Linked DNA regions of Sus scrofa: region 1 is linked to region 2. A link is a contact called in public Hi-C data. All regions are on one chromosome and are shown on one strand. Each heading gives the region's core, a stretch centred on a gene start, on an enhancer-like site or on the middle of the called end of the contact. The rest is flanking DNA. Distances are from core to core; before and after follow the strand shown. Region 1 holds the start of CHERP (calcium homeostasis endoplasmic reticulum protein). Region 2 holds the start of MED26 (mediator of RNA polymerase II transcription subunit 26).

Region 1 (2,757 bases), core at 32-2,531, 79 kb before region 2:
CGGTTGGCCGTGGGGAACTTGTAGTTCAGGGAGCATCCACCTTTCAATGTCCATCTACTTGGCAATCTAGAACACAACATATCTGGAAGCTAAGGATTCACTACTGAACAGGGCAGATGTGGGTTCAGGGATCTTTACTACCTGGTGATTATCTGTTATTCAGAGACCAACTGTGTTAACCAACCCCATCTTAAGCTCTTTTAGAAGAGGGTTGGAATTTTGATACCAAGAACTAATACCCACGAAACAACTCATTTTTGATCTAGGCTACAACCATCTTAAAATGCACAAAAACCTCGCTGGACAGTATTTGCCCCAAGGGTCTCACCCAATCTGGCTTCTACTACTTCCTCCCTGGAAACCGCTGAAGTAGTCACTACCTTCCTGACCTCAGTCATCACGTTTGCAAAACAAGAGTAAACCCTGATCTGGAGCCCAGCAAAAGGATCGATAACCCCGTTCTCCATTACACTGGGACCCAGCTGCCGCACGGGTGCAGAGCCCCGGGAACAGCGAATGGGACCGTGAAGACCGAGCTAATCCATATTCCCAGAAGAACAAGCGATTTAAAAAAAGGCGGTCTGTGGCAGAGCCCGAAATGGAATCAGAAAGGAATCGCTGGAGAGGACGGCCGGAGAGCAAGAGAACTCACGCTGCTGCTGCTCCAGCGCCAACTTGCACTTATAGTAACTGTAGAACTCTCCTCCGAACAGAAACGAAAATTTTGGGTTGTCCTTCTGCTTCTCCATCGTCATCTTTTCAAATTCGGGCCCATTCCGAGCCACGAACTGGGCCAGCTTGTCGATGACATTTCGGAGCTCCTGGTCTGGAGGACGGAGAAAAGGCCACGCGGGGCGTCAGCGAGAACCGCCCAAATTCGGGGGCCCTGTCGTCCCAGCCCGCGTCTGCTGGGCCGGGGGTCCCTAGGGGTGGGTCCGGGAAAGGCCGCCTTTGTACGGGTCCCGATAGGGGCCAGAAGCGCGCCGAGAATGCGGGAACCCGCGGGAGAGGCCGCAGGCGGACCCCGGAGGCCGAGCCCCGCCCCCTCCTAGGCCCGGGGACCCCGGGAGGCGAGGTAGGCCAACAGGGGATTCCGGGGAGAGAGAAACAGCCTTCGAGCCCAGGCTGGGCCTCACCATCAGGCGGCAGCGGCATCTCCATGGCTCCAGCCGCGGGGAACGTCCTCCGGCGCCTCACGATCGCCCACCAGGGCCGTCTGCGGAAGCCGGCCGGAAGTGGCGCGAGGGAGCCTTTTACGACTGGCTTCGCGCGCTGCTTCCGCCCGCCACTTACGGCCGTCGCCAGGAAACCCCGGAAGTGAGGAAACGAGGCAGGCGGGAAGAAGCCGCGAGGGGCCGAACGCACGGAGGGGCGAGCACCACGCACGCGCAGGGGCTTTCCCGCGCATGTGCGGAATGGACTTCTGTAGCGCGACGCGAGGGAACGGCTGGAACGGTGCAGGCGGCCGTTAGCTGCTCTTGGGGCGTTTTCCCACGTTACGTGTTGCAATGCGAGGACTTGGGCAGTAGATTCTTCCGTAGGACTAGGGGCCCTGGGGAGTTACTGCGCTAGTCAGTGCCCTATTTTCTCCCAGCGAGGCGGCGGTGCGGAAAATACGAGGTGAGGTGCGTCCAGGAGGCGCCTGGGCTGCGGCGCCGGTCACATCCTCCCGGGCTCGTCCGGATGTAAAAGTAGAACTGGGAGGCTACAGGCGTGGCGGGGATGGAACAGGGCTTATCGAGGTTCAAAAGTTTCTCCTGCTGTGCTTCTTTTCTTTAATCCAACTCTTTGATAAAGAAGACTTAGGGCGAGGGGACACCTCCACCTCTACTCCCTCCGTTTTCAGAAGCCTTTCAGAGCTCGCGTGGCTTCTGTGTAGTCATTCAAGCGGGTGCCGGGCCTTCTAGGCTGCGCGGTCAGAAAGATGCACCTTGAAATACGCAGTTATGTTACTTATGAAACTTTGAGGAGTTCCCACTGTGGCGAAACGGGATCTGCAGCGCCAAGACACAGATTGGATTCCCCGGCCGGGCTCAGTGGGTGAAAGAATCCGGCTTAGTTGCCCCAGCTGCAGCGTAGGTCACAACTGCAGTTCAGATTTGATCCCCGGGCCCATATGCCCCGGGGCGGCCAAAAAAAGTGAAATAAAACGATGGTAAAGTTAACGCTTGCTAATTGCGGGGAAAGATAGCAAGGAACAGCAAACGTTAAAGAAACGTAGACTTGTGACTTCCCTCGCAATCTGAACGCTTTTGGGATTACCATTGTTAACATTAACACTTAGTTGGCGGTACCTCCCTACTCTGAAAACGGTGTTGGGGTGTTTTAGATACATTTTTTAAATTGTTACTTAGTTTCTCCATCTGACGTTATAGATTGTCTCCTGTATCCCAAATAGTATTCTTAGACTAGAGGCTGGCAAACTTTTTCTATAAAGGGCCAGATAGCAAATATTTTTGCTGGCCAAGACCCAAAATCAAGGATATTATGTAGGTGTTTGGCCAAGAGCCAAAATCAAGGATATTATGTAGGTGCTTGGTGCTTATATAACCAAAGAGAAAAATGTGCATAACACTTTTTAGTGGTAGAATTTATAAATAGAGTGTTACAAATACAGGTCTGAATGGAAAGCTTTTGGGGGATTCCAAGTCACTCTTTCCTGTCATTAACTGATTCTAAATGTCACCTGCAAAGACCATTCTTGGTTCACAAAAAGGCAGGCTAGATGTATGTAGCTTGTGGATGAAACAATTCAAA
Region 2 (2,700 bases), core at 133-2,632:
GATGCTACTGCATCTTCCTACTGCTGAACCTGCTCCTGCCACAGGGAAAAATGACCCTTATGGCCAGCAACCACTCAGAGAAGATATGAGAACTCAATGAATCTTTCCCCCCACACACGGAAGGGGGCAGGGAAGATCCCTCTACAAACAGCAGCCTGGGTAGAGGAGCGTCTGAGAAAGCAACACCCTGAGGTTAACCCGGATGGTCTAGGTCACAAACCAACAGGCTGGGACCCCAGGTAGGGGGAAGAGACAGCTGAAGGAGGGCTATGGGGGGAATGGGAGAGAAAACAATCACCTCTAATTCACTACCAAAAAGCGGGGCTCTGGCTTGGTCAGAGACGCAGTGAGTACTCAGGCCCAGAAAGGTAAAAGAATCCACTCTCCACAAGATCGTCTTCCGTCAGCAGCGACCCCAGGAGGGATCCTGCAAAGACATGTTCACTCTCAGAACCGAAGAGGACTCTTTACGCGCCCTAGGCAGCCGGCTAGGGGCAAAGCAAGTCGAGGGATTCTCTCCGAAGCCGGGAAGGTGCTTCCAGCCGGGAGGAAAGCGAAGGACTTCCCGATCACCCAGAAGGCCGAGACACTGGCGACACGGGATCCCCGAATCATACCCCGGACACCAGTTGCTCCACAGCCTTTCCCTCTCCCCTCCCCCGCGCCGGGAGGGCTTCCCGGGGGTCGGGGGTCTCCCGGGAAGGAAAAGGCAAGCGAGCTCTGTCAGTAGCAGCAAGGGTCGAAGAGCTGGAGCGGGAACTGAGGAAAAGCTCTGGTCTCAGCTCCCATCTGCTCCCTCCGCCCAGGCCTCACGAAAGCCTCGGCCTCACGTACCGAACGCCGCCGGGCTGCCCGACCTGCCCCGACCCGGGCCCGAGGGGCGAGAGGCCGAGATGGCAGCGGCCCTTGGGGGCAGGTGAGCGTCCGACGGGTCCCCCAGAACCCGGCAGGAGAGAGGCAGTAGGGAGGGGGAGGGTCCCGGGCCCACGCGGCCTCCACCACAGCCCGTGCCGTGGACACTTACGTTGCTCTGGGGGTCGATGGCCTGCAGCAGCCGGTCCCTGATCTGCTGCGGAGACGGCGGAGCCGCTGTCATTGCCTGGGCGAGGCGGGGGGGGAGCGGCCGGGCCAGCGGGCGGGCGGGCTGAGGTGGGGGACGGGGGTCACTCACTCGCCGGCCTCCGGGAGCGGAGCCTCATGTTCCCCGCGGCGCCGGAGAAAGTGGGGGCGCGCGGGGTGGCAGAGGGGGAGCCGGGGCCGGGGCTCAGGCCCGGGGCGCCGCCGCCACCGGAGGAGGAGGAGGAGCCGCCGGAGCCTCTGCCGCTGCTGCCGCCGCCTCGAGAACCAAACTCCAGTGAGCTACCCTCGCGCGGAGCACTCTGGGTAACCCGCGCCGCACGCAGCGTCGGCGCCACGCTGAGGAGGTTGGGAGATGGGGCGGGCAGAGACGCCGAACCTGGGCGGGGCCACGCGCGGGCCCGGCCCCATACCCATACGCATGCGCGCGCAGGCGCACTCGCCCCACCGCTTGGTTCCTCCCCGCCGCCCGGCCAAGGGAGCCGTTGGGAGGCGGTTGGGCGGGGCAACGGCCACCGCCTGCAGGCCCCGCCCCCGCCCCGGCTTGGGGGCCGAGGTCTCCGACCGAAACGCTAGGTGGGCGCCGAGTCCTTGAACTCCGGCGCTGTGGGAGGCCGTATCAGAGCAGCCGAAGGACCTCTCCTCGGGGAGAAAAGCTTTCCCTGTTCTGATGGAGGTGATGGAAATCGCGGGCAGGAGAAGCTGCCAAGTTTTCTGAGCCTGGGGTCTTTCACAAGCCCTCTATTTGCGTTTCTGAGGGCCAGGGGAGCAGACTTCCCCGTAGTGAATTTGTGCGTGTAAGGGTCAGTTGAGCGTGCGGGAACACTCCAGCCCCTCCCCCTCCAGAGGGCGTTGATACGAGCACGGGTCTGCAGCGCCTCGGGCCGGGATCCCGAAAATGTGCGATAGCCAAGCGCCCCGCATGGGAGCCGCCGCCCCAGCTAGGAAAGCCCCAAAGCCAACCCCTGAGCTGACACCAGCGTTGCAAGCCTGTATCTACGCCAAGCTCGCAACGTTGGAGTCAACCTGCCCAGACATTTGGGGCTGGGATCACTCTGTTGTAGGGCCTGTCTTGTGCATTGCATGATGTTCAGCAGCATCCCTGGTTTCTACCCACTAGATGCCAGTAGCACCCTTTTCCCCCGCCTGGGACAGCCAAAAATGTCTCCAATCACTGCCAGAGGTCCCTTGGCTGGCAAAAATCGACTCCTGTAGAGAATCCCTGGTTTAAAAGAAAGACCCTTCAGTCCTCATTCTCTCAATCTCCACTACAAAGAAGGAAACTGAGGCCCAAGGTCATCCAGAGTTCTAGGTCAAGCCCAGAATTGTTAACTGTCAAGTCTAAGCCGACCCCCGCGCCTTCTTTCATTGCTGTCTCCTCTGGAAGCTCTGCTAAATACTCAGTTATGTGACGGGATGAAAGGGCAGGCTGAGTGGATTATTAGTCGCAGCCTCGGGAGAAATAACTTTTTTCGTTTGTTACAGGAAGACCTAGATTTAAAACAGGAGAGAGGCAGCTGATGAAAACCACATGTGCGCCTTGGATCTGTGCTACACCTGTTAGTCTTGCATTTGTCATGTTTCTGGGAAGCATTTTTATTTACAAAAACGGCTGTTTCCACA

What was found. A called contact is a pair of places that touch in the nucleus more often than the background predicts.
Region 1: a Hi-C map of liver shows a contact between it and region 2, with 4 times the contacts expected there. The contact joins the promoter of CHERP here to the promoter of MED26 in region 2. A contact is called at or near these places in 6 of 47 Hi-C or Micro-C datasets (blood, brain, embryonic fibroblasts and 2 more) and 2 of 2 datasets of contacts at active chromatin or transcription factors (alveolar macrophages and skeletal muscle).

Annotation. Positions count from the first base shown.
Region 1 is chr2:61,061,484-61,064,240 of Sscrofa11.1, reverse strand. CHERP (calcium homeostasis endoplasmic reticulum protein) reads right to left here and starts at 1,281. Exons shown (of 17, transcript XM_021083582.1): 1 at 1,137-1,281; 2 at 653-826. The coding sequence starts at 1,161.
Region 2 is chr2:60,982,915-60,985,614 of Sscrofa11.1, reverse strand. MED26 (mediator of RNA polymerase II transcription subunit 26) reads right to left here and starts at 1,382. Exons shown (of 3, transcript XM_003480761.4): 1 at 1,025-1,382. The coding sequence starts at 1,096. LOC102160178 (a long non-coding RNA gene) reads left to right here and starts at 1,547. Exons shown (of 2, transcript XR_301790.3): 1 at 1,547-1,753; 2 at 2,563-2,700.